Linked DNA regions of Mus musculus: all the other regions are linked to region 5. Evidence: chromatin contacts called from public HiChIP or PLAC-seq and promoter capture Hi-C data. All regions are on one chromosome and are shown on one strand. The core of a region is the stretch at or near the end of the contact, and the rest is flanking DNA. Distances in the headings are between cores, read along the strand shown. Region 1 overlaps Gm40376 (predicted gene, 40376). Region 2 has its middle 5.4 kb from the start of Gm33484. Region 3 has its middle 33 kb from the start of Gdap10. Region 4 holds the start of Lamb1 (laminin B1). Region 5 holds the start of Hbp1 (high mobility group box transcription factor 1). Region 6 has its middle 23 kb from the start of 6030469F06Rik. Region 7 holds the start of Fam110c (family with sequence similarity 110, member C).

Region 1 (2,859 bases), core at 232-2,731, 820 kb after region 5:
CTGAGTTCTGCTCTCAATCACGTTTTTCTACAGTCTGCTCACAAATGGCAAAGGAGTCCACACACATTCTTGTTGGCTATACCAAAGCAAGATGGGGGGGGGATTTTAAAACAGAGGGGTTTTTATTCTTTAATATTGGTGTGTATGGAGGTGGGCAACATCTCTCCTTCCATGAGTTTCTAGGATTAAACTCAGTTTATCAGGCTTGTGCAACAAGTACGTTTAGCCACTGAACAGTCTCGCCAGGCCCAAACCATGAGACTTTGATCCTTACGCAAAAGTCTAATTTCACTTCAGAATCACTTGCCATCTGGCAAAAGGTTGAGTGAAATTTCTAATGAAGGTTCAAGTCAAATGTGAATGACTAAACCAGAAGAATCCCCCAGTATATGGCCATCTCCTTTGTGTAGTACCAACAAGAGGTAAAAAGTTGGTGCTTTGATGCAGCAAACCTGCTCTATCAGGCCCCTGTACCTCCTTTCCTAGCCAAAGCCACTCCTCTGATGCAAGTTCCCTCATCTGTCATGGGGCAATAGCATGCACTTAGAAGTACTGCTGTTGAAATTCTGACAATATGTTGAAAATGCCAAGGACAATACCTGACATGAATAAGAACCATCTTCCAGACTAAATCTACTCAACAAGACTCTGCCAGGGGATCTATGAGAGCAAAGGCTTATAAAATAGGCCTGGTTTCAATAATGTGACATTAATTCAGTCACCCTTTTATCCTGGAAAGGGCATTAATTTCACTAACGTACAAGCAACGCAATGTTAGGTTACACACAAGCAGTCAGGATCATTCCTTCTCAGGGTTTAGTTTCACTGGAGCAAGATGACTTAGAAGGGTAAAGCAACCCCACACTACAGAACCATCCGGACTCTGGCGAGCAGTGTTAACAGAGCAGAATAAAAAATGAATGGAATGTTTGTGCTGGAACTTTAATAAGAATTTAGCTAGTTTCTACACTACCGGCACTGAAGGCTATTGCCTCCCAGATGGAAAGTTGATCTTGATCTTTTTTGGCTCTGGGTCCATCCTCCCTTTAGGAAAGTTAGACTCTCTTATGCAAACTGTTGCTCACAGGTGAAAGTGCTCCGTGCTACTTCCCTCAGTTTGAGGTGTCAGGAAAGACTCTTGGGGGCAGTTCTATTCCACATGACCTAGTGGAGAACTGAAGACCCTTCAGGTGACTCTAGAAGTTACACAGAGTCCAAGACAGGTCTGGACCCAGGCACACACACCCCCAAAGCATGTTCTGATGGAATTGGAAGTGCCAGTGACCTTGAAGCATTTGCTTGTTTACTCAGAATGCTTAGGAGCTGCCCCCTCCACTGTGTTGCCCTGTACATTGTCCCATGCCCTAAGCTTGGATCATACCCAACTATCCAAATAATCTTGACGCCTTTTTCTGGGGAGTGGAAGACTGGCAAGCCACCAAGCCCTGGGTGAGGTGCCAAAGTCCTTGTTATGTAAGAAACCTGGTTGCCACCCTCATGAGAGTGTGGGAGTTTCATAATGCTGTGTCATTCCCCTGGTAGAAGTGATGTGTGATTTGGCAGTTTCTAAAAGCAAAACCAGAATATCATGAAGACAGGGTCTCAGTCAGATCTGCAAAAACAAAAATCCATTTCCTTGATTTCTAACCAATGTGCCCAGAACATTATTTTCAACTAAGAGTCTCAATGTCCAACCTGTTAAGACTGTCTATAACTTATTCAAGCTGGTTTATATTTTGAAATTAGGGAGCCTTGACTAATAAACTGGAAGAGATTTGTAGGGAGCACCTCAAGCAACTAACAACAGTATCTATGACGTCCATTGCAATTCTTGGCATCATGCCAGCATTTCAGGCTTCTCATTCCCTCCACCTGACTTTTTGAAACAAATACTATTACTCCTCCATTCTACAAAAAGGGAAACTTGAACACAAATTGGGTAGGTCCCCCTAATCCTGAGTCAAAAGAATCTCCCCTCTTCTTCAAGCTGCCCATCCTGGAGCTCAGAGACGTGGGATCCAGTTCTCATCTCCCTTTCTCCTTCCTTACTCTCAATTCCAGTCCCTCTCCCTCCCTTTCCTCCTTCCCCCTTCTCTGCCTCTTCTCACATCCAGTAAATCATTAAACTCTATCTTGCTAAAGCTGATGGATATTTTAATCAGTCACCACCCTTTACATCTGTAGAACGTGTCATAGAAACTCTTTTTCTGAGATGCACATCAACAATGTTAATTCCTATTTTATAAAGGACATTAGTCATTTGGGCACTATACCCAAACCCTTGACTGTGTTGAAGAAACTTCTCTGTGTGTCCTGATGAGAGTTGCTCACATGTTTCCTTCTCTCTGTGTAATGTACAACTTGACTACCAGACCTGGATTTAGCAGCCCAGTTGTTCCAGCCCTGAGATGCCAAGTCTGTATCTGTGAAGAAGACAAGAGAGTTGGGATATTAGCTATCGTGGCTAGTAGCCGGGATCTATAAGGAGTTATTTCTACTTGTGGTAATATTAGAAACAGAATCCAGTTGTGTAAGGTCCACAGCTTCCATGCCTGCCCATTGTTCTCACTTGTCTCCTGAGATCTAGGGCCAATTAGACATTTGAGATTGAGTATCTCTCTTAATTATTGAAGAAAACCACAAATTCCATCATTAATGAGAGGTGGGTATTTGGCAATCAAACAGAAGCTGGTAGATAAAGGAAGCCCAGACTCAAGTATTTCCAGTGCACATGAGGTGTAATGTGTCCATTGAACGCACGTATTTTTGGAAACTATCCTGCCACCCTAGAACGATGAGAACATTGGAGGCAATGGGCTTCTTTTCTCTGAGAATATAAAGGAAGGGAACAACAATCTT
Region 2 (2,700 bases), core at 171-2,670, 960 kb after region 5:
ATGGAAGCAACCTAAATGCCTATCATCTGATAAGTGGATGAAGAAAATATGGTCCATAGGCATAATGAAATGCTATTTGACCTCACAAAACAAATGAAACCCCATCATTTATGATAAGGTGTACCTACCTGGAGGTCATTGCATTTAGTCAAATAAGCCAGACACCATGAAATGAGCTCACAGTACTGTGTAGTCCACAGCGTAGACTCAAGGAAGCCGAGAGCAGCATGGTGCACCCCAGAGGCTGTAAGAGCAGGAGAAGGGACAGATGGGGACAGAGATGGTGATGAGGTGTCTATCGGTGGGACTGAGTCACAGTACAGAGGGAGAGATAAGTCCTTCTGCGCTGTTGCTAAGGAGGATTGATGACAGGTGAAGACCACATGTCACATATGTTTTTAAAGTTAGTAGAATTTGCAATGTTTTAGCATAAGTAAATAATAATCGAGGGAGGATATAAGTATGTTGACCCTAATTTACACATTATATAATATATAAAATATTATTATATGTATATATTATATATTATGTGTTATATATAATATTACATTATACATAATATATAATATTATATATTGTATTTAAAGGGTAACTAAAGTTTTCAATGTGTTAGTTAACTTGATTGTGGCAATTATTTTGTAAGGCTTACATGTATCAAATCAGTATGTTGTTGTATATATTAAATATGTACAATTTTTGGTCAGTTGTTCTTCACTAGAGCTGGAAAATATTTTTTTAAAGACGCTATTCATGAGAAAGACTAAGTCAGGCCTAGTGGCACAACCTATAATCCTCACTATTCAAGAGACTGAGGCAGGAGGATCATAAGTACAACTTTGCCTGGTGAGCACAGTGAAACTCTGCCTCAGAATAAAATATACTTCTTCAAAGATTTATTTTATGCACATGAGTACTCTATCTGCATGTATGCCCACATACCAGAATAGGGCACCAAATCCCATTATAGACGGTTGTGACTGAGAACTGAACTCAGGACCTCTGGAAGAAAAGACAGTGCTCTTAACCACTGAGCCATCTCTCCAGCCCCCCAAAAGAGCTAGAGGATGCAGCTTAGTGGCGGAGCCCTTGCTTAGCATGCATGAGGCCTTCGAGTTCACTGGATTCGCAGAGACACAGACAATGAAAAGGGAGAAAGATGAAAGGAAAGATGAGAAAGAAAAGCAGAGAAGACAAGCCACAAGGTATGGGAGATGACCAGACTGAAAAAGCTCACAAAGGATGTGGCCCGTCCTCTGCCTCCCAACAGTACCGCACATCAGCCTGACTTAGGAGCACTGCACTTAGCTGTAGTGTTCAGACCATTTCCACAACCACCTCTGAATATGCATGTCAGCGTCTCACCACTCTATCAGCAAGTTTTGTTACTGTCAGACCTAAGTCAGCCGACTCACAAGGGTGTTCCTTGGTGAGGCTGAGAACAGGGGTTGCAAACCAGCAGACTGTGGGCTGGAACCAGCCTGCAGACATATTATATTTTGCCTGCACTGACAAAAAAAAAAAATGCTTTAAAAGCTGCCAGCATTTAAAAATAGAGAGTGCTCTATTAAAACTCCAACTGTTCTTTGACACTGGAAGGGCTCTCTTTGCTCAGAATTCAGTATTCAGTGAAAGTTTGTTGGATGTCACATGTAAAATCTGCACTTGGTGTCTTCTCAAAGGGTGGGACTGATAGCTGGCCTTTTATGTAAGGTCACAAGACCCCATTTTTCTTACTCTTCTGTCAACTTTAGAACATTAATTCTCTAAGGAGGCAGTAATGCAAGCCTTCAATTTTATTGGCTAAAGTCACTCATAATTCCTTTTTATTGTTGTGATGTTTTCAGAGTCTATGGTTCTTTTCATTAATGTCATAGTCATTTACCTTTCTCCTTTATGTGGGTAATGTTGCTGGAAACCTATCTTATTGTTCCTCTCTGTGCACCAAGTTTCTGTTATTTCCTTGCTATTGTTACTTCCTGTGTTGATTGTTTGCTTTTATTATTTCTAGGTTGCGTTCTTTGTATGTGGTATGGTGGATTTACTTCTAAAGTTTTGAGGTCTGAATCTTTAGTTCCCAGATATTTTCTGATGTAACAATGACCTCATTAGTTCCCGAGTACTCTCTTAGCTGCACCTCACAGGTTTTGAAATATAGAGATTTACCAATCAATTTTAAACCATTTTAAGTTTAATATCATGATTTTTTTTTTTTTTTACTTTGGTTCAGAAGTTTTGGTGGATTTGGTAAGTTAGCATTCATTGTCCATTCCAAATCTCTCTGTATGCTAAGAAAGTATTTCGGAGTCTGGAATGTTGAAAGCCTCATCTGCCAGACTCCTTTGCAGCTACAGTTCTGTGACTAAGGTTCTTCTACTAGATATATTTTTACATTGTTTTAAAGGTAGAAAGTTAACACCACCTTTCTGCTGAAGCAAGGTCATAGTATGTATGTTTATTTCTACTTCTGCAGTGTTCACATTTATATTCCCTCGCCCCCTTCCCCCTCCCTCCCCCTTCCCCTCCCCCTTTCCCTTTCTCTCTTCCTCTTTCCCACATGGGAGCCCAAAGTTGACATTGGGTATCTTCCTTGATCACTCTCTACTGACTTCATTTATTGAAGCAGGATCTCTCAGGTGAACCTAGAGCTTACTAATCTACCAGTCTATCTAGATAGCTTGCCCCCAGGGATACCATGTCTCT
Region 3 (2,911 bases), core at 288-2,787, 910 kb after region 5:
GATGCAGGACTTTACCCCTGGGACCAATGCTCTCTGCCCCTGTGTTAGCAGTGTTATCTGCCCTGTTTAGGGAACAAGGCTCAGCACAGGATGGCCAAGAATTGTCCTCTGAGGATCATAAAACTTGTCATCACCCTAGCCTGCCTGTGGATGGAAAGGCCACTGTGTTCTTCCTACAGGAAGCAAAGAGGAGGGTAACTTAACTGAGAAAGGCAGCTCGAATGATTTTCAGACTGCAAATCTACTGACCAGTCCGAACACATCCTTTCCTGCCTTGTGCACACAGTAACTCTAAGGCAGTTGTATCATAAAATTTACATGCATTAAAAAAGTTCTAGACTTTTCTGACTGACTTTTATTCTCTATAATATCTAAAAAAGTACTGCTTTTAGTATCAAGCAAAGAAAGCAGTATTACAATATTGCAGGTGCTGAGCCAGACGGTGGCATGCCCAGGGCTTCTCAGGGAATGTGTGTCTCTGATTACCTGGTGGTGGATGAGCGAGCAGAGCTTTCTATTGTCTGGGGCTACTTGCCCACCTTGGGAGTGGGTGGGGACAAGGCAACAAACTAAACAACAACTGAATCTCCTATTTTGTGTATATGAGACTGCAAGAGAGGGGACAGGGGAAGGGTAGATACCTCATTCCTCTCAGGTGGTTTTGAAACAAAGGACAGATAAAATTATTTTTTAAGTTGGAATATATATATATGTATACATACATATACATACATACATATACCAGACATTGTGAATAGTTGATTATTTCGAAGCCATGAAGCCAAGAGACACTACCTTGATAAGTGAGACTTTTAACTCATGGGCTGGAATTATTTCTTTGGCAAGCCCTTGCCTAGTTCTGCCCACTAAGTTAGAGTGTGTGCCCTAGGGTCTACACTAGGGCTTGACATACAGAACGCACTCAGCTGTCACATATTGGGAGAGGAGGCTCATTAGTCAGAACTCTGTCTCACTCTGCCCTGCCCCACCTAGCACTACTGTCAAGCCATGATTCAGTCTCTATTGTACATCTGCTCAGTACACCCCAAGTCCTCATTTCATCAAACCAAAAACTGGTGCTTTTTAAGACAATAAAATAATAATAACAACAACAACTAGCAACTGGTCAGCCATTTATCTGCAATTGTGGGAAATTCCAGGCTGACATTTCCTCCTATTGTCCTAGAAAAGGGTCTGTCAGGACCAGGAAGGGCCATTTGACTCCTAGCCTGCCTCTTGTGCTCCTGACTGTATTCATCAACCAGATCAAAACAGACCGTTCCTCCTCACTGTCTGCCCACGTATAGCGTCTCACTCCAGATATGGTTTCCTTGTCACTTTCTCTAGAAGGTCCCTTCCAGGAAACATGTCTGTGAACCTACAGACAGACGTCACTTTGGTTCTGCCGTATGATGAGAATCCTGGCCACTGTGCGCCGTGTCTGCATCTTGCCACACCATCCTAAGTGTATAAGTGGGTATGTGTCTGCTGCTCTTCTGCCAAGGTCACACACAGCTTTTAGGGAACAGGCAACTGTATTTCTTGATTGTCCGGCTCTATGTTCCCTTTTTCTGGAGCCTCAGCTGACCCTCTCCCTTGAGACAGACTAGCCAAAGCATTTCCAGTTATTTTTAGTTTCTTTGGCTGCTGACTTGGACGGTTTGGAAGGAGGCAATATGATGGTTTGATTGGTCTGTCTCAAACCACAGCTCAGGCAGTTGATGGCCACAGCATTGAGCAAGGGCAGAAAATGCATCCATAGGTTGGATGAACTTGCCAAATGGGCAAAGAGGACAAGATGGATCAGACTGCCCTGATCCGTCTGAACGTGTGCAAACGGGGCAGCAGTGGACCTACCAAGGGAGGAAAGGGCATCTTGCCTGCCTGCCTAGACTCTGGAGCAAAGCCATCTGCATAAGACGAACTGTCCAGTGACTTCCTCCCAAGCTTCTCTCCCTCAGGGATGTTCTGGTGCCTGGGAACTGCAGGAAGCTGAGAGGACTCATTCCGGCCCTGAACTTGGGGGAGCTGCCATACTCACTCCCTAGTGATGCTGACAGCCTCACCAAGCGAAGTCCCTCCATTGGACTGTGCCCCCAGAAGTGGAATACATGAAGTCACGTGACTATTGCTGGGCTACCCAGTCAGCATAACATCTGGTCCAGCTTTACTTAAAGGATTGTTTTAAAGATTGTAGAATAGATAGACAGACAGAACTGTTGGGGTCCAAGAATTGCCTCACAAGCCACAAGAACTCCGATCTCAGTCAGATAGGGATAGTTTATCGAGCACACACCACAAGACTGGTCGACCAGGGCCATAGTCCAGATCTGGGAACTGAACCATGACCCTGAGTTAAGACCCAGTGTTTTTAAGCCCAAAATCCACAAGTATCTGTGTCAAGTTATTTCACCAATCAGGATGTAGGGATGGGGGATTCCCTTGGGAACTTGTCTCTGTTGTATACTTTCTCCCTCCTGCCCCCATTGGTTGGGGTATTCAACTGTGACAGGAGACTTGCCTTGTCTAATAGTCACACCTTAACTTGTCTATCAGGATGGGACTTGTCTAAAATTCGTGTTTTAACTTTCCAACTAGGATGTCAGTTTCCCACATACATGTCTCTTTCTGCCAAGTCGGATGTCAGTTTCTAGGGAGGTCTTGGGAACCTAAACTTTACTTGACCACTGTTCAAAATGGAAGTCTTATTCCAAATAGTTTCTTATATTGGTGCAGGTGTCTTTCTTGTGTTGGAGCCCATCCCAGGGGTAGTTTATAAAGTTAAATACCATAAAAGCTTATACATAGATGCAGGAAGTGCTGTTGGGTCGTTGGTTCAGGTCCAAGCTTATGGTGAGTAACTATACAAAGCAGTTCTACTGACCTCTATCGTGATTGGGTTCCCAAGGGC
Region 4 (2,700 bases), core at 172-2,671, 680 kb before region 5:
ACCAATATAAAACTTTAGTTCATGGCCCTAAAGGTTGAGCAAGGAGCATAGGTTGGCATTATATTATTAGACACCCATTGCAGAATGAAACCCTTTCGACTGTAGGGTACTCTCAATCCCTGCAGGCTGTGCAGCCAGCCGTTGGGAATCCCAAGCATCTGCGGGGCCAAATACTGGAGAAACTGCATCGGGGCAAGGGCTGATTTGGAGAATAATTAACACAGGTTTCTAAACTCCAAGAACAGCGAACTCTATGGTCTAATGATTATAAACTTCCCTAGGCCCAATTTCGTTTCAGCTGAGTTAAAAACTGACCAATCAGCCGCTTAATCCCTTCTCCTTGTGATGGCTGGAAAGCAATCACACCTGACTAGTCTAACAGCTGACTTAAGCTCCCTCATTCCAGGGTCAGACTAAGGAACACTTAAGGCAGACAAGTTGGGCTCTTACAAAGGTTTGGGGTCTGTGGTCCCCAAGCTCTTTTTCCTTTCTAAGGTTTCCCCAGTGACAGAGACCTTCTGTTTACCCCCACTTAACCTTGAAGCGCTATGAGAGGCTTCCTTAGAGCACCCCCCCATTTCCCCTCCCTGCGTGCTTAAGGTGGTTGCAGGATTCTGTTTGTAGTGTGGAGAAGGGTGTCTCATCAAAAATCTCCAACTTCCTGGCTGTGTCAACCCTTCCACCGTGAAGTGGGAAAAGGAATTCAAGAAATTACCCGGGATCAGGTAACACAGGTTATTTTGTGTATATTTTAACAGAAGAGAATTCAGAGCTATAACCCCCTGGGTACCAGAGATTATAGGTACGTCCCGAATAAATTCGTGCGCAAAGAATGTGCAGCCACTGGTGTCCTTCCTATGAAATAGGAAGACACCACACATGTAGCACCCACCCACGCAAAGCTCTAGCTCTTTGATCCTGAGTCGTGGTGTAAGGATGCTTATAGGAGCTCAAGTTCCTAAGAGCCAGACAGGTTGACCCTTTTTCTAAGGGCTTAACCTAGCTCACCTCCCTCTAGCGCTAGTTGCCAGAGTTCCTAGCCTTGGGCACATTTCGTGACTCACTTCTTATAAACGTAAATGTATAAGTCCGCGGTAGGTCCTACCGGCCCCCTTTGCCGGCCGATCTACACACCTACCTCCGGGACCAGCCCCGACGCATCCCTCCCCAGCTTGCTCCACTTGGGAAGCGCGCCCAGAAACGGACCCGCCAGCCCACGCTGGGAACTCAAGTACCAATGCCCTACAGCTTCAGCAGACGCTGCCTTAAAACAAAAGAGGCGCCTGGGGAGGTGGGACCTGGACCTCAACCCCCACCCCTAGCCAACTTGCTGTCCTCCGCCCCCTCCGCCCCCGCTCTCCATGTGCGCATGAGCAGAGACGCCTCCCTCGGTTCCTCCCTAGGCGAAACTTTCTAATTCCCTTCTTTGGGCCGGTGGGCTGCCAGGAGCGGGTTGAGCGCTCGCCCAGCCGGGTGAGGAGAACAAAGTAGTTAAGCGACTTGACCCCCTTCCTGGGCCCAGCCCCCGCTTCCGTGGGAGCGGCAGGAAATGGAAGGGCCCCTCTCCTCTCTCCCAACATTTGCCTTTTCTCCCCGCTACCTCTCCAGAAAGGAAGACCCGAAGAAAAGACAGGCAGCTTGCCTGCTGCGTCCTCCTTCCCGTGCCGCGTCCCCTCGTCTGCGAGGACTGGACATGGGGCTGCTCCAGGTGTTCGCCTTTGGTGTCCTAGGTAACTCAGTAAGGGTTGGGGGGAGGGGTGTGCTCCGGCATTAGGGAAGAAAACCCCCAAACCGGTTTGCCCCCGCTTTGAAGGCAGTTTTGGGGGATCGGGGGAGAGAGAGTGGTTGGAAATGACGCCGTGAGATCGCCACCGCTCTCGCTTCGGTGGTGGCCAGGGACCGCGCACGCGGAGCTCCGCGGACCCGCATCCACTGGGTTCTGCGCACAGAGCTCGCGCTCCTGCAGGTTTCCGAGGTGATCGCTCCAGGGCTTTGCACCTTTTACCAGTTAAACGCTGTTTCCCCACTGCGGAAGGCAGGCTCCCTGCTGTGGCTGGGCAGACTGCGGAGGGTCCTGGAAAAACCAATTACGCACAAAAGTGTCGGGGCCCAGAGCAGGCTTCGACTTGGGAACAGATTGGAGCCATGTGGCTTTAATTAACCATCCTTGTTTGTCTCGGGGTGGCACCATGAACAGTTGGGCCGGGTGCTTTGCTGGAATGGCGAAGCGTTGAAGCCACTACAGAGACACACCAGTCGTCTCTAGCTCAGGGCTTCTGTGGCAAACGCGGTGCCTCACCCGGCGCAATCGCCGGTGACCCTGGCGCGTGCACGCGGACATATTTTTGTGCCCCCCCCCCGCCCCCAGACTAACCACACTCACACCGAGGATGCGCGCACTGCCATGTGCACGCGGGTTTTCATTAGCGGGTGTGCAGCGCTTGGCAGGGTCAACCTCACTGCGCCCTGGTCCAGGCACTTCGAAGTGACCGGATCACTCTGTCCACCTTTCATAGAGGGGTAGATCAGAGTAGACAAAAAAGTCAGTTGTATTTTCTGGGTGCTGCGCTCAGCTGACTGCTAGTCAAACCTAATGACGATTCTGAGTCTTTTTTTTTTCTTTCATCCTTCTGTCTTTTCCTTGTCCCAGCTTTCCAGGCCTTTTCTGCGCCTATCTCTCCACCGTGTTTTTTCTATGTA
Region 5 (2,701 bases), core at 17-2,516:
TAAGTTTTCTTTTTTCAATGTAACTCCACTTCCCCCAATACTCTTGGTTCGACAAAGCTGGGGTTAAAGGGAGAGGTGAAACACCGGAACCAAAACACAAAATTACGGCTCCAAATCACCGCTGTAACTACTTAAGTATTTATAATTGCTAAAATCATTCTTCGACTGTAACCCATCCTAAACCCCCGCCCCTCTCCCTAGAGAATAAAGCTCCCTTAAGCCCAACTGAGTCCCCCCCAGCAGGTACAAAGTGCCAGGAACCGTGTCCCGCCCAGCTGTCAGTGCCTTCGCCGGCTGAGAAGTCCCAGGGAGTGAACTCCGGAGCGCTCAGCGCCGGGAGCACGCGAAAGCGAGGCTCGGGAAGCCGGCTGCGCCCCAACTCCTTTTTGTTTTGTTTAAATCGGCCTGCAGAGGGAGGAGCCGGGCCTCGCCCGCGGGCCTAGTCGCCGGGTCAGGCCGAGCAGCGCCTCCCGGAGCCGGCCAAGTCCACCCCCACCTCTTTCGCCATTCATCGCTTCCTCCCCTCCCCCCCATCATGTGACCGCAGCCTGGACGCCAGGCTTGTTTTTCCCCCTTAGCGCAGCCCCACCGCGCACCGCGCAGGCGCCTCGGAGCCCATTCATTCGAACTGCGTAACAATGAGCCCCGGGCCCGACGGCTCCGCGAGCTCCCCCGCCCGGCCCGGGCCCCGGAGGCAGCTTCGCCTCCCCGGAGCCCCCGGCCCGCTGGAGCTCGCGGCCGGCGTCCGCCCTCGGCCCCCGCAGCGGGGAGTGGCGAGGCAAACTTTCCGGAGCCCTCCGGAGCGCCAGGCCCCTCCCCTGCCCCGGCCCCTTCCCCGCCGGCCCCCACCGCGAGCGCCACCGAGCCCCGAGCTCCGCCACCCCCACCACCCCGAGTCCTGGGAGCCGCGGCCGTCCAGGCTCGGAGAGCTCCCGGGAGGCCCGGACGGCGGGTTCCGCGCAGGGGATCCAGTGCCCAGAGTCCCAAGGGTCTCCGCTCTCGCGGCCGCTGCCCGGCCCCGAAGCTCCAGCCCCTCCCTTGCCCACCCCCCACCCCTCAGAAACCCCGCGACCACACAGAGTCAGGACGCAGGCCGTCTGTCGCGACAGCGTCGCCAGCTGCTTGCCTGCGCGTTTCCCGACGGCTGCCCACCTCTCTGTGGCGCGCCGCGACTCCCACCGCCGCGTTTACTCCTCAGCCGAAACTTTCCTACTTACCAAACCCGTCGCCATTACCAAGTCTTTCAAGCTTCGTCTTCCCCCTCCCCTGAAGCCCCCGGGGGGCTGAGCCTTCGTCCACCTTTCTCGTCTTTAATTGGTCTGAAGAACTGCCACTCTAAGGTTCCGCCTTTCCATTGGAAAGTGCCGTAGTCCGTCTCGGTGGGCGGGCATGTATTGACTTTTCTCTTGTGTTTACTGGAGAAGGTGGCTTGTCAATCACTACAGAAAGCGCTTTGGATTGGATTGCTGCCGAGACACGGGGGACGGGAGCCAAACTTTGCTATCGAAGTGGATTGTGGGTTAGTAGTCTCAGCCTTGCTCCTTAGCTGAGGAAATTACCGGGGGGGAGGAGCTGACTGAACTACATATCCCAGAGGTACGCGCACAACGCAGTCTTGATAGTAAACAAGAGTCATAGGGACACGTGTATCAGCTCGTTTGTTTTGGTGTCTGAGACAAAAGGGAGGGGGCGGAGGATAGGAGTGTTTTAAAGCCAGGGCCACCTCTCTTCCTTTAGGCCTCCCAGAGGGCCTAGAGCGTCCTTGGTTGGGTATTTCAGCACCCATTCCAGGCCATAAACAGCAGAGTCGCTTGCTGCTCAAAGTTTGGCTGGTGGCCAAGGTATTGTTTTAGTGCGAGGGGAAGAAGATGACTGCACAAGCGGAAGCAGTGCAGGCTAGCCAGGGACTTGATCACTTACAAATCACGGCCCAAGCACGTTGGGGATTACAAAAGTTGATTCAGTACTGCCCTCCCTTAGCAGATGAGCTAGACAGATTTTTTTTTTTTTTTTTTTTTAAACTTAACCAGCCCTTGACTCAATACGCCGCCAACAACAACTGGGGAAGATTTACCAGTGTCCAGTTTGACCAGAATTAGTTGAGACACAGCCAAGTGCCATGTACTGTAGGGTTTAAGAATGAGACAGTATCGGACTCAAGAATTTATACAGCTGTTTAGAGTACTGGACTATTGCTTTGAATTTGAGGCATTCGAAGCGATGTTTCCTTATTGGCCTACATTTTCTTTTAAATTAATACAGAGGAGTGTAGATAGACTGTATTTGTCCGAAGTTAGTTGCTAGGTTACTTGTGTCTTTGGTGAATATTTTTAACTGTCTCTCCCTCCCTAAGCGTTCAGACAGAAAACTGCCTTTCCACTCTGTTTCTACTAGAAGTTCCTCCTGATTTTTCTAAGGGAGTTACCAAAAGTGGGGAATGGCTTTTCTGTGTTAGTTGCTTCCTTTTAAAGGAGGTTGCTCATAGCATCTGGGTGCAGTCAGTCTGTAATTGGCATTTTTACTATTCACATTATAAGCATTACTATAGGCATTATTGAGCTTTTTTTCTTTGAACATGAAGTGTTTAATCATGTAGGGTATGGATTAGGTTTTATTTCTTCCTATTACTAGAAATGTGCTGAAATTGAGAAAGAAAGGAGTACGAATTCTGCTCAAGTCAATTTAGGGAAGAGCTCGAGGT
Region 6 (2,804 bases), core at 26-2,525, 800 kb before region 5:
CTATGCTTCTTTAAAGCTGTCTTTTGTTTGGGTCAGAGGCTTCTGCTGCTCTTCTTAGGCAGAGCTGGGGCAAGTTTATTTACATGTGGAATTGATTTAACATCCACTGGGCTGTAGTACCAAAAAGATTTTTTTTATTTCTTCAATACTACGACACTGAAGCAAATAAGCTTATGATATGGACCTCTTAAAAGATTAGTTTGCTTTGGAAGACTCTGAAATCGTCATTAAAACCATCACTAATTTTAATCGGCAGATTTTATTGAGCAAACACAATAGTAAAGTCAAAATGAAGTAATAGAGACGTAGCCACTAAGTAAAGTCCTCGTTAAGCTTAAATTCTAACTTTGGAGATGGTCGTATAACGTGGTCTTGAAGAACTGATAAAGATTTGGGAAACAGAGCTGAGGATGACAACTAAGGTGCTGGCCTAGCATGGACAAGAATGACTCTGGGTTTTAGTCTCTGTGCAACACACACACACACACACACACACACACACACACACACACACAGCATTTAGAGAATGGATATAATAAGGTGACATATGGAGTATGGCAGAAGGCCATGGAGTAAGACAATGTTAGCATTTTAGACAGTCTCTTTGGGCTGGTGAGATGGTTCATCAGGGAAGAGCATTGACTGTTCTTCCGGAGGTCCTGAGTTCAAATCCCAGCAACCACATGGTGGCTCACAACCACTCGTAATGAGATCTGACACCTTCTTCTGGTGCGTCTGAAAACAGCTACAGTGTACTTATGTATAATAATAAATCTCTAGACAGTCTCTTTGAGGTTTTGCTGTTTAAATGGAAATGTGAGGATAAGTGAGAGAAAAGAGAAAGATTGAGGTTCGAGATCAGCTTGTACCAAGACTCTATGGCAGAAAGACTTTGTGTACTGGAAGAAGAACAGGAATGAAATGTAGCAAGTGACACAGGATAAAGAATAAAGACAAAGTGGTCCTGTGTGAGAAACAGAAAACCCTAGGGCCTGTCTACACTTGAACAAGGTATGAATATCTGCTATGAGTCAGCAAAAACATGTCTGACAAGGGCATGGGCAGGGTGTGATGGGAGGGGGAAATCTATGAGTCAGCACAAAATGTCTGATACCTGATATTTGGAGAACCCCAAAATAAACAATTACATAGTCTGTTATAGAACTATTTTTGGTAGAGTGTGACTTTTCTGTGATTCTACATGAATACAGTCTTACTATCAGAGGCCAGAGCCTTTGCCAGCCTGCCTATGTGTGTTTGTCTGTAGGCTTGTAGACCTGCCACTGTGGGTCACTGTGGCCTGTGTGTCACTGGCCCTGTGCAGCCCAAATGAACTGGCATATGTCTGGATGCTGGCCAGTAGTTGCCTATCTATCAGCAGCCTTTATCAGGAATGCAAATAGTCTCCTTGAAGTCTCTCGACCTTCTAACCTCCTTTCCTGACACCTAAGCATTCGTGTCACACACCAGGTCTGACCAGGACTGGGCCTGGAAACCAGAGTAAGGAAATACAATTAAACAAAGTTTGCTGAGTGTCTGCCCAAGACCAGTGCTATTGTTCATGTTTTCTGGTACAGAGGACTACAACAAACAGCCACTTCCTGGAGGCCTACGAAAATCTGAGTCTTTCCAGAGAGTCAAGAGCTACTGAGCAGCCCATCAGCAGTGCTTTGAAAGTCGTAAGGAGCTCTTTGGGTATTTAAGAAGAGCCTCAACTGTACACATTCGTTAAGCAAGCCTAAAGGGCAGGCTTGGCTTTTGGCACCTTCGAATCCCCAGGCTAAGCAATCAAGGTTCCTTCCAACTGACAAATGAGACCTCTCTAGTCTGCAGGGCCGGAGACTGAGCTGCGCTGCTGAGAGATGAGTAGATGGACTTCTCCTAAGTTTACAGGAGTGGTATGAAGATGTTTGTCAGGGAATCCTTCCGACCAAATAAAACTATAACATCTGAGAGGAAAAGAAGGAGAGAGGCAGAGAAGCCAGGACCCAAGGAGTTCCTTGATTTCCTGCCAGGCATCCCTTTCATTGTGTGGGGGGAAATGATTCAAACCCAAAAAGAACACTCCAAAGCATTTTCCTCTTAAATAAGATGAATTTTCCTCTTAAGTTAGTTCAACGTGAATTCAAGGATTTTTTTTTCAGATGTATACATTTATGAGATTTCTAACTCACATTTTACTTTTCTATTATATTTTTAAAACCTATCAATGGAAACAATGATATTCTGTTATTTCCTCTGCTCTTTTATTTTTAGCCAGATTGAAAGAGTAAATATAGTAGGGACGGCTTGTTTTCAATTCAAATCAGCTCTGATTCTTTATTTTTAATTTTAATGATGTTTTCCAGGAAAAACAGAAATGCTTTGTTGGCGGCTCCCAAGCCCCACCCGACAACCACACCACTGAGAACATAATTACAAGTTTCAGACCAGGAAGAGAAAGGAATTGGTGACAGCTGAAAACAGTGTTCCTTTCTGACTCTTCTTTTCTTCATGTTTTAATAAGATTCCTTTCTCCTTGTGTGGCTTCAGTGATGTCACTGTAAGAAGCTAATCCACCCAAGAGGAGAGAGTCCTCTAGGAACACATTGTATTTTCACATTTTAAAAGATCATTTCCCTTCAGAGAAATCAGAGTGTATTTCAGGCATATTACTCAGAACTCTTCACTCTTTCCATGCAGAGGAAGAAAACAGCTCTGTATCTTTCATTAGGAGAAGAAGAAGAAGAAGAAGAAGAAGAAGAAGAAGAAGAAGAAGAAGAAGAAGAAGAAGAAGAAGAAGAAGAAGAAGAAGGAGGAGGAAG
Region 7 (2,759 bases), core at 93-2,592, 880 kb before region 5:
CCCATTCTAGGTACTCATTCTCTGGGTCTTCTGTCTTATATTCTCTTTATTTCTCTCTGACCCTCATAAGTTATTGAGTACCGACCCAATTTCCAACAAGGAAAAAAAAAAGGTATCTCATTTCCTCATTTCCAACCAGACTATGTGGACAGTCTGACTTTCTGACTTTCGGCTGACTTGGGTCCCCACGTGGTTCTCCCGTGGCTCACTAAACACACTTGCTATGCGCCTCTCTTTTTAGGAAGGCTTCTCTACCCCTCCTGTGGTACAATGGCACTCAAAGCTCTTTTCCAGAAAGAATTGGACTAAACCCTGCAACTGTATGTCCAGAGCATTTAACTGCAGCTTGGACTGGTCAGCACGACCCAAGACCCAAGACCGCCCCCACAAAGGAGATAACGTGAGCATTTCACTTGTCTGGCAGATACTTTCAGTCTTCTGTCCAACTCTATGATCGATGGAATTTTGGAAATATCTTCTTAAGCTTTCTACAATCTTGGGCTGATTTCCCTTGTTGGCAAGCCCTAGGTTTTCTAATCACCAGGGTTGATTCTTACAGGTGTTAGGGTTTTTCTTAATAATAATAACAACAACAATATGGTAATGAGACTTGTGGCACCAGCCAATGACTTGTGGATTTAAGTCGGGTCTCAGGTGGTTCTTGGGTTCTGTCAGCCCACACTAATCTTGACATGGTAAATGTTTTCTTTCGTACCCTATTTCCTCCAAATCGTACAAAAAAAACTACAGAAATAAAACGGAAAATTTCCAAATGTAATGAGGTCACTTTAAGAATTAAAAGGACATATTGTTTGTGTGTATGTGTAAAGGTGGATGCGGGGGGGCTGGGCGGAGCGCTTCTTTCTGACCCTTATCTCTGGACTCTTGAGCCCCCAGTAAAGAAAGACCTCAAAGACTCTGAAAGCTAGAAGGAAGCCTGAGATGCCTGGCGCTGAGCAAGCAGGCTTGGTCCCTCGCAGCCTCACCTTGTGAAACTTCCCCACCTTCCAGAAGAGGGAGTGTGGGGTCGGGGGACGGTAAGACAGAGGAGAAGATTTGCGAGTATTGGCTGGAGACAAGGGATGTTTGGATGTAGTAAGTAGGAAACAAGAGATAGGGCACCTGACAGGAGGCTGGGGGTGGGGTTGTGGGTTCGTGCCCGGGAAACCAAAAGGTAAGGGGCGGGGACAGCAGGTGTAGGAGGTTCAAGTCCTGGGTGGGAGGAGCCAGCTGGCGCCGGAATGATTCACCTTTCCCAGCCACTCTGGCTCGCCCCAACTCCGGATCTGGGCGGAGGGGCCGTAGGGCGTGTTTCCCCACCCCTTGCGGACTTCGGAACGGACTCGGGCAGGGTGGCGCCGGAACTTAAGTAGTCTCTACTGGACACCAGCCTGGTGGGTTCGAGTCCTGCAAGAATGCGCGCCCTGCCGACCCTGGACTCGCTTGCTAGAATGCGGCCACCTCTCGGGGACCCCAGGGCAGCGGAGGACACTCTCACCCCGCGGCCAGCGAACAAGAGCGCTGTGGAGAGACTGGCAGCGGACCGCGCCAAGTATGTTCGCAGCACGCTGGGATCTAGCCGGGGTCCTGTATCTGAACACAGGGTCCCTGAGGCCCCAGGGGTGCAGCACCGCAACCCGATCCCTTCGGCTCTTGCCCCAGCTCCTGTAGCACGCAGGGCTATCGCTCGAAAGCCTCTGAGACCTGATTCGTTGGTCATCTATCGGCAGAAATGTGAATTCGTACGAGGGTCAGATGCAGACTGTTCCAGAGTGGGACTGATGAAGAAGTTTTTCCAGGGGTCTGGCAAGGACAAAATGGCAGTGGCCCCTGAGACGACCAGGGTGGCGGATGAGGATAAGACGACGAAGGAAACAGAGGCCACTTGGACTAAGTCGAGCCAGGCAGCAGCCGCCAGACCAGCCTCTATGTTACCACCTCCAACCCCTGTTGTAGCCGTGAAGTCCCCAGCTGAGAAGACCAGGGTGGCGAATGAAGATAAGACGACGAAGGAAACAGAGGCCACTTGGACTAAGTCGAGCCAGGCAGCAGCCGCCAGACCAGCCTCTATGTTACCACCTCCAACCCCTGTTGTAGCCGTGAAGTCCCCAGCTGAGAAGACCAGGGTGGCGAATGAAGATAAGACGACGAAGGAAACAGAGGCCACTTGGACTAAGTCGAGCCAGGCAGCAGCCACCAGACCAGCCTCTATGTTACCACCTCCAACCCCTGTAGTAGCTGTGAAGTCCCCAGCCTTGCCTTTTGAAGTGGCTCCCAGGGTTCCTGTCGGATGCTCCGGTGTGCAGCTGCGGGTGTCGCGTAGCAAAGGATTGCAGCGCTCTCAGTCAGATCTCAGCTCCCGCTACTCGATAGCCAAGGCTGAGTCCGACACCTTCTTCAAGTATTGTGGCCTGGACCCTGACGTAGTGGAGGCTCTCGGGAGGGAGAACTTTTCTGCTGGATCCGACTGTGTTACACTCAAAGTGCGTAGCGTGAGCATGGCTGCTTCTGATAGTAGCTTTTCCAGGCACAGCGAGGACGGGTTGCAAGAAGAGGAACTCCTGGAGCAGGTGCCTAGCACCACCTCGGTAGTAGAAAGGAACGCCCGTATCATAAAGTGGCTGTTTACCTGCAAGAAGGCCAAAGAAACCCCCAGCCAGAAATTACAGGGACCTGCCTGATTGACATCTGATCCAGGTGAGTGCCAGGAAGCTGGAAGGTGGGGTTTGTGTTTATGCGTGCTGCTGGCTAAGCTGGGT

The links. Promoter capture Hi-C pulls out the DNA fragments that hold promoters and counts their contacts. HiChIP or PLAC-seq counts read pairs in DNA pulled down with a chosen protein or histone mark.
Region 1: a promoter capture Hi-C map of liver shows a contact between it and region 5, with 2.9 times the contacts expected there. The contact joins the enhancer-like site here to the promoter of Hbp1 in region 5. A contact is called at or near these places in 4 of 39 promoter capture datasets (3T3-L1-derived adipocytes, hippocampal neurons and liver) and 2 of 115 datasets of contacts at active chromatin or transcription factors (bone marrow-derived dendritic cells and pancreatic cancer cells).
Region 2: a contact with region 5 is called in a promoter capture Hi-C map of hippocampal neurons, with 4 times the contacts expected there. The contact joins the enhancer-like site here to the promoter of Hbp1 in region 5. A contact is called at or near these places in 5 of 39 promoter capture datasets (the C10 cell line, hippocampal neurons, liver and 1 more), 2 of 115 datasets of contacts at active chromatin or transcription factors (astrocytes and fibro-adipogenic progenitors) and 2 of 9 other capture datasets (adipose tissue and embryonic stem cells).
Region 3: a promoter capture Hi-C map of the 3T3-L1 cell line shows a contact between it and region 5, with 4 times the contacts expected there. The contact joins the enhancer-like site here to the promoter of Hbp1 in region 5. A contact is called at or near these places in 8 of 39 promoter capture datasets (the 3T3-L1 cell line, 3T3-L1-derived adipocytes, the C10 cell line and 4 more), 1 of 484 Hi-C or Micro-C datasets (cortical neurons) and 2 of 115 datasets of contacts at active chromatin or transcription factors (astrocytes and extraembryonic endoderm stem cells).
Region 4: an H3K27ac HiChIP or PLAC-seq map of trophoblast stem cells shows a contact between it and region 5, with 2.1 times the contacts expected there. The contact joins the promoter of Lamb1 here to the promoter of Hbp1 in region 5. A contact is called at or near these places in 11 of 39 promoter capture datasets (the 3T3-L1 cell line, 3T3-L1-derived adipocytes, the C10 cell line and 7 more) and 4 of 115 datasets of contacts at active chromatin or transcription factors (embryonic forebrain, epiblast stem cells, extraembryonic endoderm stem cells and 1 more).
Region 6: a promoter capture Hi-C map of the C10 cell line shows a contact between it and region 5, with 4 times the contacts expected there. The contact joins the enhancer-like site here to the promoter of Hbp1 in region 5. A contact is called at or near these places in 6 of 39 promoter capture datasets (the 3T3-L1 cell line, the C10 cell line, cranial neural crest and 3 more) and 1 of 9 other capture datasets (embryonic stem cells).
Region 7: a contact with region 5 is called in an H3K27ac HiChIP or PLAC-seq map of extraembryonic endoderm stem cells, with 5 times the contacts expected there. The contact joins the promoter of Fam110c here to the promoter of Hbp1 in region 5. A contact is called at or near these places in 1 of 39 promoter capture datasets (the C10 cell line) and 3 of 115 datasets of contacts at active chromatin or transcription factors (epiblast stem cells, extraembryonic endoderm stem cells and pancreatic cancer cells).

Annotation. Positions count from the first base shown.
Region 1 is chr12:32,767,115-32,769,973 of GRCm38.p6, forward strand. All of the region lies in intron 1 of Gm40376 (predicted gene, 40376), which reads left to right. Among named protein-coding and RNA genes, the nearest start is that of Gm40376, 44 kb to the left of the region's middle. Within about 2 kb of position 1,482, at least 74 of the 459 cell types and tissues checked have an H3K27ac peak or open chromatin away from gene starts, as enhancers often do. A contact at or near this core is called in 3T3-L1-derived adipocytes, bone marrow-derived dendritic cells and liver, where this site is marked.
Region 2 is chr12:32,913,226-32,915,925 of GRCm38.p6, forward strand. No RefSeq gene overlaps it. Among named protein-coding and RNA genes, the nearest start is that of Gm33484, 5.4 kb to the left of the region's middle. Within about 2 kb of position 1,421, at least 4 of the 459 cell types and tissues checked have an H3K27ac peak or open chromatin away from gene starts, as enhancers often do. A contact at or near this core is called in hippocampal neurons, where this site is marked.
Region 3 is chr12:32,855,499-32,858,409 of GRCm38.p6, forward strand. No RefSeq gene overlaps it. Among named protein-coding and RNA genes, the nearest start is that of Gdap10, 33 kb to the left of the region's middle. Within about 2 kb of position 1,538, at least 50 of the 459 cell types and tissues checked have an H3K27ac peak or open chromatin away from gene starts, as enhancers often do. A contact at or near this core is called in 3T3-L1-derived adipocytes and liver, where this site is marked.
Region 4 is chr12:31,263,872-31,266,571 of GRCm38.p6, forward strand. Lamb1 (laminin B1) reads left to right here and starts at 1,422. Exons shown (of 33, transcript NM_008482.3): 1 at 1,422-1,730. The coding sequence starts at 1,694. It overlaps Gm32899 (a long non-coding RNA gene), which reads right to left and starts at 1,221. Exons shown (of 2, transcript XR_381427.4): 1 at 1,139-1,221.
Region 5 is chr12:31,948,979-31,951,679 of GRCm38.p6, forward strand. Hbp1 (high mobility group box transcription factor 1) reads right to left here and starts at 1,267. Exons shown (of 11, transcript NM_153198.3): 1 at 1,218-1,267. The coding sequence starts at 1,232.
Region 6 is chr12:31,144,181-31,146,984 of GRCm38.p6, forward strand. No RefSeq gene overlaps it. Among named protein-coding and RNA genes, the nearest start is that of 6030469F06Rik, 23 kb to the right of the region's middle. Within about 2 kb of position 1,276, at least 34 of the 459 cell types and tissues checked have an H3K27ac peak or open chromatin away from gene starts, as enhancers often do.
Region 7 is chr12:31,072,626-31,075,384 of GRCm38.p6, forward strand. It overlaps Fam110c (family with sequence similarity 110, member C), which reads left to right and starts at 1,343. Exons shown (of 2, transcript NM_027828.2): 1 at 1,343-2,697. The coding sequence starts at 1,416. The coding sequence ends at 2,681.